Linked DNA regions of Zea mays: region 1 is linked to region 2. The links are chromatin contacts, called in public Hi-C maps. All regions are on one chromosome and are shown on one strand. The core of a region is the stretch at or near the end of the contact, and the rest is flanking DNA. Distances in the headings are between cores, read along the strand shown.

What was found. A called contact is a pair of places that touch in the nucleus more often than the background predicts.
Region 1: a contact with region 2 is called in a Hi-C map of ear, with 5 times the contacts expected there. The contact joins the promoter of LOC100191913 here to the promoter of LOC100282868 in region 2. A contact is called at or near these places in 5 of 25 Hi-C or Micro-C datasets (ear, leaf and tassel).

Annotation. Positions count from the first base shown.
Region 1 is chr1:299,533,744-299,538,520 of Zm-B73-REFERENCE-NAM-5.0, forward strand. LOC100191913 reads left to right here and starts at 1,440. Exons shown (of 5, transcript NM_001367160.1): 1 at 1,440-2,290; 2 at 4,342-4,513. The coding sequence starts at 1,875.
Region 2 is chr1:299,370,961-299,375,752 of Zm-B73-REFERENCE-NAM-5.0, forward strand. LOC100282868 reads right to left here and starts at 1,511. Exons shown (of 11, transcript NM_001155774.1): 1 at 1,299-1,511; 2 at 460-544; 3 at 1-168. The coding sequence starts at 1,444.

The DNA of each region.
Region 1 (4,777 bases), core at 190-2,689, 160 kb after region 2:
GGTGTTTTGGATTTGAATAAAATGAATGAAGCCCTCCTAGCCAAAAGGATTTGGAATCTGGAAAATTCGAATGGCCTGTGGCAAACCATTATCAGGCAAAAATACATTAAAGGGAGACCTATTATTTCAGTGAAAAAAAGACAGAGTGATTCTCACTTCTGGAAGGGCATCCTTGAGGTTCATGATAATTTTTACAGATTTTGTAAAAAGAAGGTTGGTAATGGGAAGAGTACAAGTTTCTGGAATAACATCTGGTGTGATTCGGTGCCCTTGTCATTTAGATACCCCAACCTGTTTGATATTGCTTATGATAAAAATATCACAGTGGAGAAAGTGCTTTCTTCTGACTTTCAATTTCTAACGTTCAGAAGAAGATTGTTGGGAGATCTGGCTACTGACTACAACAACCTAATTGTTCAATGTAATAAGGTTGGGAGATTTAATTATGATGATAAGGTTGCCTGGTCACTGGGAAAACATGGTTTTTCTGTTAAATCCTTTTACAAGGAAAGTAAGTGTTCTCATGTTCCAGTGCCTTCCAATTTCTTATGGAAAACTAGGTTACCCCACAAGATTAAAGTTTTCTTGTGGCTTGTCTTGCACAATAAGATTCTAACAAGATACAATCTGAGAAAAAGAAGTTGGAAGGGCCCTTTGAATTGTGTCTTTTGTGGATTATCTGAATCCATAGATCATCTTTTCTTTCAATGTTCTGTTGCTCGTTCTATGTGGAGAATCATCCAAACAGCTTTGGATCTGACTTCTGTTCCTTATAATGTTGAAAATCTTTTTGGGCCCTGGATTAATAGTTTCAGCAAGAATGAAAGGAACTTAGTTCTTTTCGGTTGTGGTGCAGTCATCTGGGCAATTTGGCGCTCTAGAAACGATTGTTGTGTTAGTGATAAATTGATTTCTGACCCTACTAACGTGATCTTCTTGTGTTGTTTCTGGATTGATGCTTGGGCATCCGTTAGAAAAAGAGGGAAAAGATCTGGTGGAGCAAGAAAACTTCAGAATCAAAGACAACAAGTAAAATCTTTAAAAGGGCTCATGGGTGGAATCCAGTTGACAGACGCATCTAGTGATTATGGCGCGTTAGTAGGTCCTTTTGGATAGTTTTTTCTGTGAACTTTAGTTAGGTTGATTTGCTATCTGTGTCCTTGTTGGGTTCGCGACTGTCCTATCATGGTTGTGTTCCTGTTGATTCCTCTTGGTTATCTTTTGATGGTCGTTATTATTAGTTGATACTCTGTTTTACGGTGGAAGTTTTTCCCCGTATCGTGTTTACCCCAATTGATAGTCGCATGCTTGTTATCGGCTTTTTCTGTTTTGGTGACGGGTGTCGTCATATAAGAACTCTGTTCCTTTCTAGGGTGTCGTCATGTAAGAATCTGTTCCTTTCTATTTCGTAATGAAATAGGGGTTGTTCCACTTCGTCAAAAAAAACTCTGCAGCCGGTCAATGCAAGTAGGTGGGATTGCTTGTGTTGTGTCAATTCGGACCCGCACCCGCCTAACAAATCCAGCTGGTGGAGTGGAGGCACTGTATCCCGTACCCACTCTGGCCTACTCCATCCACCAAAAGTCCAGGGCCCCAAACGGCCAAACGCAAAAGCGAGAGCAAAGCAAGCTTCGGCCTCACCTCCAGCGGCAGGTGGTGCTGCGGAGCTTCTCCTCGCCCTAGATCCCGCGCACCCAACGCCAGATCAGAGATCAGGGCGCGCCGGCCGTCTCCATTGTCCGGCGGATCCTGCGTTGCGAGCTGGACCGAGAGGGAGGAGCGAGGGAGCGCGCGGGTAGAGAAGGCGGGGCGGGGGGAGGAAGGAAGGAAGGAGCGCCGGCCGGAGCAGACGTCCCCTCGGGGCCCTCGGTCGGATGAGATCGACGATGAAGGCGCAGCACGCCAACGGGCGGGGGAGCAGGAGCCCCTTCCTGACGTCCTACGCGCTCACGCTCGCCTTCATCACCTTCGTCTCCGTGCTCTACTTTAAGGACTTCTCCTCCACGCTGCACCGCCCCTTCCTCCACCGCCCCCGCCGCCACGCCGCCCCAGACAAAAGCCAGGCGGGGCGCCGCGCGGCGGCGGAGCGGCTGCCGTTCGCGGTGGGCGCGGCGCCGGCGGGGTGTGACGTCGGGCGAGGGGAGTGGGTGTACGACGACGCGGCGCGGCCGTGGTACCAGGAGGAGGAGTGCCCCTACATCCAGCCGCAGCTCACGTGCCAGGCGCACGGCCGCCCCGACCGGGCGTACCAGCACTGGCGGTGGCAGCCGCGCGGGTGCTCGCTGCCCAGGTACGCTCACGGCTTTCCCCATCTCCCCTTCCTTTCCCTCGTCGAGGTCGCGGGTGGACAAGCGGCGGTAATTCTGATCCGGCGGGCCGGTGCTCTTGATCCGGACCAGACCGAATCGAGCTAGCGTGCCCGTTTCAAATTAATTCTGATCCGGCGGGCCGGCGCCTCAGGCAGGATCACGACGTGGGAGTGGGATCGAGATGCGTGCGAACAGAGCCGGCGGCAAACGGTGAGGTTTCGAGGCTTGCCTTGTCGCTCTCGCTTGTCGGCAACTCGGCATACGCTTCGTTTTGGACCACCATCCGAGCGCTCGGCCGGTAGCGAGCGCGCGGCACGCGGCGCAGGCGCCAGGCGGCGGACGCGCGAGTCCCCGGGGGCCGGGGTTGGGCCTTGTGGCCCCGTCGCCGAGACCGTAACCTCGCAATCGTAGGTGAGCAGGTAGCCATGTGGGCGGTGGGGCGCGGCAGGCCATACAGCGGGACACGGGGCCCATGTCCGTGCGGCTCGGGGCTGCCGCTGGATGGCAGTGTCGGCAAGCAGATGCCAGATACTCCTAGATGCGTATTGAATGTTGATGTGGGCACCTGCCCTCAGGCCTCAGCTCCCGGCGGTGCACCGCCGCCATGGGAGTATGGGACTATGGGAGACGCGAGCGCGAGATGTCATGTGCCGTGGGCACGGTACACTCGATGATGCAGTCTCGCATGGTGGCTCCAGTTGGTAATTGATGCATAGCTAGCCCTGTGCCCTGCGTGCTACCGGGCGAGCAAGGTGCAGGCTGTCACGTGGGAGCACGAGGTTCGGGCAACAAAGCCACAGAGGGCCGGCAGTGTGGTCCGTCTGGTACGGTGGAGCCGTGACCGAGCCGTTGATCGGTGGATGCCTCCAATTGCAGCATTTGTGCGGTTTGGTGCTTTGTTTCTATCCAACCTCATACTCTCAGCTTTCAAAACTTTACTATTACGTTATTGATTGATGTGACGCTTGAGGACATTTTGTTCATAATATAAATCGGCATAATTTTATACATATCTAGTACTATATTATGACATTAAATCTACTTGGATTACAATAAAGAGGTCGGACCCATTACAGCTCTCACCAGGCCTGCCCTTCTCTACTTGGATTACAGAACTAGGTCTAAATCTACTACATACAGTCGGTCATGCACATTTTGTTTGTGAATACATTTTGAGTAACAGAGGTAACGGAGATATTTTTAGACGTGAAGATATAGGTCACATTTTTGTCTATGGAAAAAAAAAACTTTTTCGACTTAGATGCAGATAATGGTCACTGTTGCTAGCGATTAGTGAATAGGATTCACTGTAGAACGAGTTGAGCTATTCTTTTATCAGTGGCAGTATTTTCTATTTTGAAAATGTGCTTGGCAAATTGGCAATGTCTTAGCCTATCCGCACTCATATAACTCTAAATTTCTACCCTAAAAAGAATATTCCATCTTTGTCCGCAAAATCCTTTACCTTATATCATAATCCTCCGCATTCATATTGACTACATATCTCAACTCTATACCAACTACCATATATTATATCATTTTTCAAATCACTTTCATACACATGTTGCCGCTGCTGCTCATTGGTACATTGTATAGAGTGGTTGCCGTACGTACGCTCGATGTGCCGTTCTTCATGGGCGTACCCAGTGCCATAGCCTTTATACACTGTGCAGGGTCTAGGGAATGGTATCTTTAAGCACCAAGCCTTACCCGCATAATATGCGGAGGTTGGGGCTCGAACCCGAGACCATCCAGTTACAGACGGTAGGCTCTACCGTTGCACCAGGCCCACCCTTCAATGTGCCGTTCTTCATGCCCACCTCTATTCTGAGTACACGGAAGCGATTGGTCGCTGTGGCTCTTTTATTTACTCCAACTCGGTAGAGTAGCGCGTAAGGTCTGTGACTGCGGACAGCCTTATATGAGTGCTATTGGCTACTATCTGGTTCCTAACTGTCCTATGGAGTTTTTGTAGAAATAACTCATCTTTGTGATGCACAGTATCTTACAAGAAAAATGTCTTCTGTTGCAGCTTCAATGCAACTCTAATGCTAGAGATGTTGCGGGGTAAACGAATGTTGTTTGTTGGAGATTCTCTGAACCGTGGGCAATATGTATCTTTGGTTTGCCTCCTGCACCGAATCATCCCTGAGAGCTCCAAGTCAATGGAGACAGTTGATTCCCTTACAGTTTTCAAAGCAAAGGTATTCCCTTTGTATATTTCGGTGTGATGAATGGAAAGCTTAGAAATAGAGTGAAGCATTGCTCATAATGTGGTGCATCTCTCTCTCTCTCTATCTCCCTCTTTTTGCTGTTCACCAGACCATCGTGATCGCCAAAGATATTTTTGCTAAGCTTTGTACCCACGCAGCTGTACCTTTTTTTATTGCACAGTAAATTTTTTTTATCATTGATATGGCCCCTTGTGGCTAGAGCTGTTAAGAGGCATAGAGCAAACTCCGATTCAA
Region 2 (4,792 bases), core at 261-2,760:
CCTACCCTTCCAGCGTGATTCCCAGCCTTTAATCCAGGATGGAATTTTCTTCAGAGAATCACTATCAAGGACCTGATTTGCCTCTTTCAGAAGGGCTTCCAGTCGAACTGCCAATCTATCCAGCTCCTTGATGCGCTTCTTGGTAGGAGCGCGAGTCCCATGTCTTGCCTAGTAAAAGAAAAACGGATAATATCAGGTTACCACCTAAACATGCAATCCTTTTTTAGAGCTATATCATTTTATTCGTAATTATCTCAAAATACAAATAGTTTGTCCATTACACATTAGGATTTTCTAAAATAAAAAATAGCTTGGCGTCATATAGCCATATTATGAGGAAAAAATGGTTACACTATTTCCCTCAAAACAAACTGAACCAACATGAAATCGTGAACAAATATGAATGCACTATAACTGGGTAGCAAAAAAAAACAGCACAATGTACGGAAGCATACTTACCACTAAATTGAGGTGAATGACACGGCACCCGTCTGGGATTGACGGCATGGAGATGACACTACTGGACTCCCTGGCCACATCATACCTGTACATCTCGAGGTGATTAGATCATTTCGTTCAGGGAAGAAATGGTGAATGCATAGATGAATTCTTGGATTTAAGTTTAGTATCATTCAGATCACGCATTTGCGGATAATGATCTATAGATGTAAAACACACACTGTTCCTACAAATAACCATAAGATCACGAGTACTACATTTTAAACTATTGTAGTGCTTCAGGTGTACAGGTTATGGCATCCATTATCTTACAACATGCTACAACTGAAATGTTTCTATTTACAATTAGACAGATAACCATGTCCCATCCATAAAAAAATTAGCTCAATCAAGATGTAGGGAGAGCGAGTAGTACAGTCAGCCCGAAGCAAAGCTGCGGAAAACTCGGGCCGGCAAACCATAAAGGTTATGACATCCATTATCTTACTACATGCTACAACTGAAATGTTTCTATTTACAATTAGACAGATAACCATGTCCCATGATCCCATCCATAAAAAATTTAGCTCAATCAAGATATAGGGAGAGCGAGTAGTACCGTCAGCCCGAAGCAAAGCTGGGGAAAACTCGGGCCAGCAAACCGTAAAGGTGTCAGTTCAATGGTCCTCCCCAGTCCCCGCAAGCCTCAAAACCCCTCCAAAATCCCTATGCCTTAGTCCCAGTCGCACCAATAACGCGATGGGGATATGTAACACCCGAATCACACTAACGCAGCACGCTAGGAACCCACGGCAGAGAACAAGTTCAGATCAGCGGGCACAGGGTCACCAGCGGCACACCTGGTGACGGTGGAGAGGTGGCGGCGGACGTCGAACTCGTCCGCCCTGGCCGCCCTAGGGAGGGGAGCGGCGGCGAGGAGCGCGGCAACGAGGAGGAGCAGCAGTTGGGGGAGAGGCAGCGGCGCGCGCGGAGCAGCCATGCCCATGGCGAATTCGATTTGCCTTCTCGAATCTCGACTTGCCTTCCCTTTCCAGGTGACAAAAAGCGCGGTTGGGTTGGGTTGGGTGTGGGGGCTCATGGGTTCGAGCCGGTTCGATGCTATGGGAGTATGGACGGCGACCGGGCGGCGGGCAAGCGGGCGTGACACGGTGACACGTTCCCCCGGGCATCTGGACGCTCCAATCGCGCTGGACGGCTGCGATGCGCTGATGCTGCGGAGGACGGCGTGGCGTGGATTTTAAAATATACCCGTGTGATGCAAGGCTGCCACGTGTAATGTGAGAGTGGCTGGACTTCGCCCCTGTTGCGGACTGTCAAACGCTCAGCTTTTCAGTCAGCTTTTATAAAATTCGTATGGATAAAAACCATTCAAAATCAATATAAACAGATAATCGGTTGAGTCGTTGCAATAGTAGGAATCCGTCATTTTGTAGATCCTGAGTCATATGGACATCTTTATCTTACTTTGCACGTAATCCTAATGATACTCAGATTCTCTACACAGCCAGATTCTCTCCACAGCTAGATTCTCAGAAAAGCTGGTCAGAAAAAGCTGAACCAAACAGGCCCTTCGCCTCCCCTCTTCTCTCTCCTTCCGCTTCCCCACGACGCCACCATGGCAATGGGACCCGACCCCAATTCTCCGCGGGGAATTCCTCTATTAGGGGACGAGAATGGGAAAATTTCTTCCCCACGGGATGTAAACGGAAAAAAATTCTCTCCCGACACGTAAACGGGACGGGGATTGTCGGGGACCATAATTAGGGGTACCCTCAAGGCTCCTAATTCTCAGCTGGTAACCCCCATCAGCATAAAGCTGCAAAAGGCCTGATGGGTGCGATTAAGTCAGGGATCAGTCCATTCGAGGGACTCGATCACGCCTCGCCCGAGCCTAGCCTCGGACAAGGACAGCCGACCCCGGAGGATCTCCGCCTCGCCCGAGGCCCCCCTCCAGCGGCGAACATATTTCCGGCTCGCCCGAGGCCCTGTCTTCGCCAAGAAGCAACCCTGACCAAATCGCTGCGCCGACCGACCAAATCGCAGGAGCATTTAATGCAAAGGTGGTCTGACACCTTTATCCTGACGAGCGCCCCTCAGCCGACAGAGCCGAAGTGACCGCCGTCACTTCGCCGCTCCACTGACCGGTCTGACAGAAAGAGAGCGCCGCCTGCGCCGCTCCGACTGCGGTGCCACTTGACAGAGTGAGGCTGACAGACAGTCAGGCCCGGCCGCATGCACCATAGGAAGCTCCGCTTCGCCCGACCCAGGGCTCGGACTCGGGCTAAGCCCCGGAAGACGGCGAACTCCGCTCCGCCCGACCTAGGGCTCGGACTCGGGCTAGGCCCCGGAAGACGGCGAACTCCGCTCCGCCCGACCCAGGGCTCGGACTCGGGCTAGCCCCGGAAGACGGCGAACTCTGCTCCGCCCGACCCAGGGCTCGGACTCGGGCTAAGCCCCGGAAGCCGTCGAACTCCGTTTCGCCCGACCCAGGGCTCGGACTCGGGCTAGGCCCCGAAAGACGGCGAACTCCGCTCCGCCCGACCCAGGGCTCGGACTCGGGCTAGGCCCCGGAAGACGGCGAACTCTGCTCCGCCCGACCCAGGGCTCGGACTCGGGCTAAGCCCCGGAAGACGGCGAACTCCGTTCCGCCCGACCCAGGGCTCGGACTTGGGCTCAGCCCCAGAAGACGACGAATTCCGCTCCGCCCGACCCAGGGCTCGGACTTGGGCTCAGCCCCAGAAGACGACGAACTCCGCTTCGCCCGACCCCAGGACTCGAACTCCGCCCTGGCCTCAGCCAACGGCCTCCGCCTCGCCCGACCTAGGGGCTCGGACTCGACCTCGGCCACGGAAGACGGACTCGACCTCGACCTCGGAGGAGCCTTCGCATCGCCCAACCTAGGGCGCGGGCCGGCCACGTCAACGGGAGGCGCCATCATTACCCTACTCCAAGCTGACTCAGGCTACGGGGAACAAGACCGGCGTCCCATCTGGCTCGCTCCGCTAGATGGGCAATGATGGCGCCCCGCACGCTCCCTGACGATGGCGGCTCTCGGCCCCCTTGCGGAAGCAAGAGGACGTTAGCAAGGACTCGACAGCCCCGACAGCTGTCCCTCCGCCAGGCTCCAGCGCTCCTCCGACGGCCACGACATCACACAAACCGGGCGCCAAAATATCTCCGGCCGCCACGATGGCATGTACTTAGGGTGCTAGCTCTCCCCCGCTAGACACGTAGCACTCTGCTACACCCCCATTGTACACCTGGATCCTCTCCTTACGCCTATAAAAGGAAGGACCAGGGCCCTCTTAGAGAGGGTTGGCCACACGGGGACGAGGACGAGACAGGCGCTCGCGCAAGGCCGCTCGCTCCCTCTCTCGTGTGGACGCTTGTAACCCCCTACTGCAAGCGCACCCGACCTGGGCGCGGGACGAACACGAAGGCCGCAGGATTTCTACCTCTCTCTCGCCCATCTCCGGCCACCTCACTTCCCCCCTTCGCGCTCGGCCTCGCGCCGACCCATCTGGGCTGGGGCACGCGACGACATTTCACTCGTCGGCTTAGGGACCCCCCGGTCTCGAAACGCCGACAGTTGGCGCGCCAGGTAGGGGCCTGCCGCGTGTTGACGAACAGCTTCCCGTCAAGCTCCAGATGGGCAGTCTCCAGCAACCTCTCCAACCCGGGACGGTGCTCCGTTTTGGGAGTCTTGAGTTCGTGTCCCTCGACGGCAACTACGACATGATACTACTTCCACCGCCATGCGACAGCGACAATGGCGGTCGACAGCCCGCCCGCCGTTGGCGGAATCGACGACGTCTTCCACGCGTGGTGGAAGAACAACATTCGAGCTCACCCCGTCCTCTCCCCCGCCGACGGAGGAGGAGGCGGGGCAACCAAGGCCAAGCAGGAGGCAGCGCCTCATCGGCTGTCGAGCGAATCGACGGCGCCAGCGCCCTAACGGGGGGCGCGTCGGGCATCGACCTCGCGTTTGAGACGAGGACGAGCACCGTCTCCCCGCAACGCGCCGATTCCGGGCAAACGGACGACGCCAGCGCGCTCACGAAAGGCTTGCTAGACGTCACCCTCGTACCTGAGACGACGGTGCGGTCAGTCCCCGACGTGACTTCATCGCCGCCCGTCGACCAAGAGGTACCGACCGATTCCCATCTCACGCCTTTCAGATTCAGCCTCGAACCGCCAAGCGACCTCGCTTTGGCGGACGCCCTCGTAGAGGCGAGTCCAAACCCTCTGGGGTATCGTGTGCGGTCACCCTAGGACCGGCTGACGGGCGTCTCGACCTACGGGCCCTCTGGGTCCGAGGAAGACGACGCGCCCG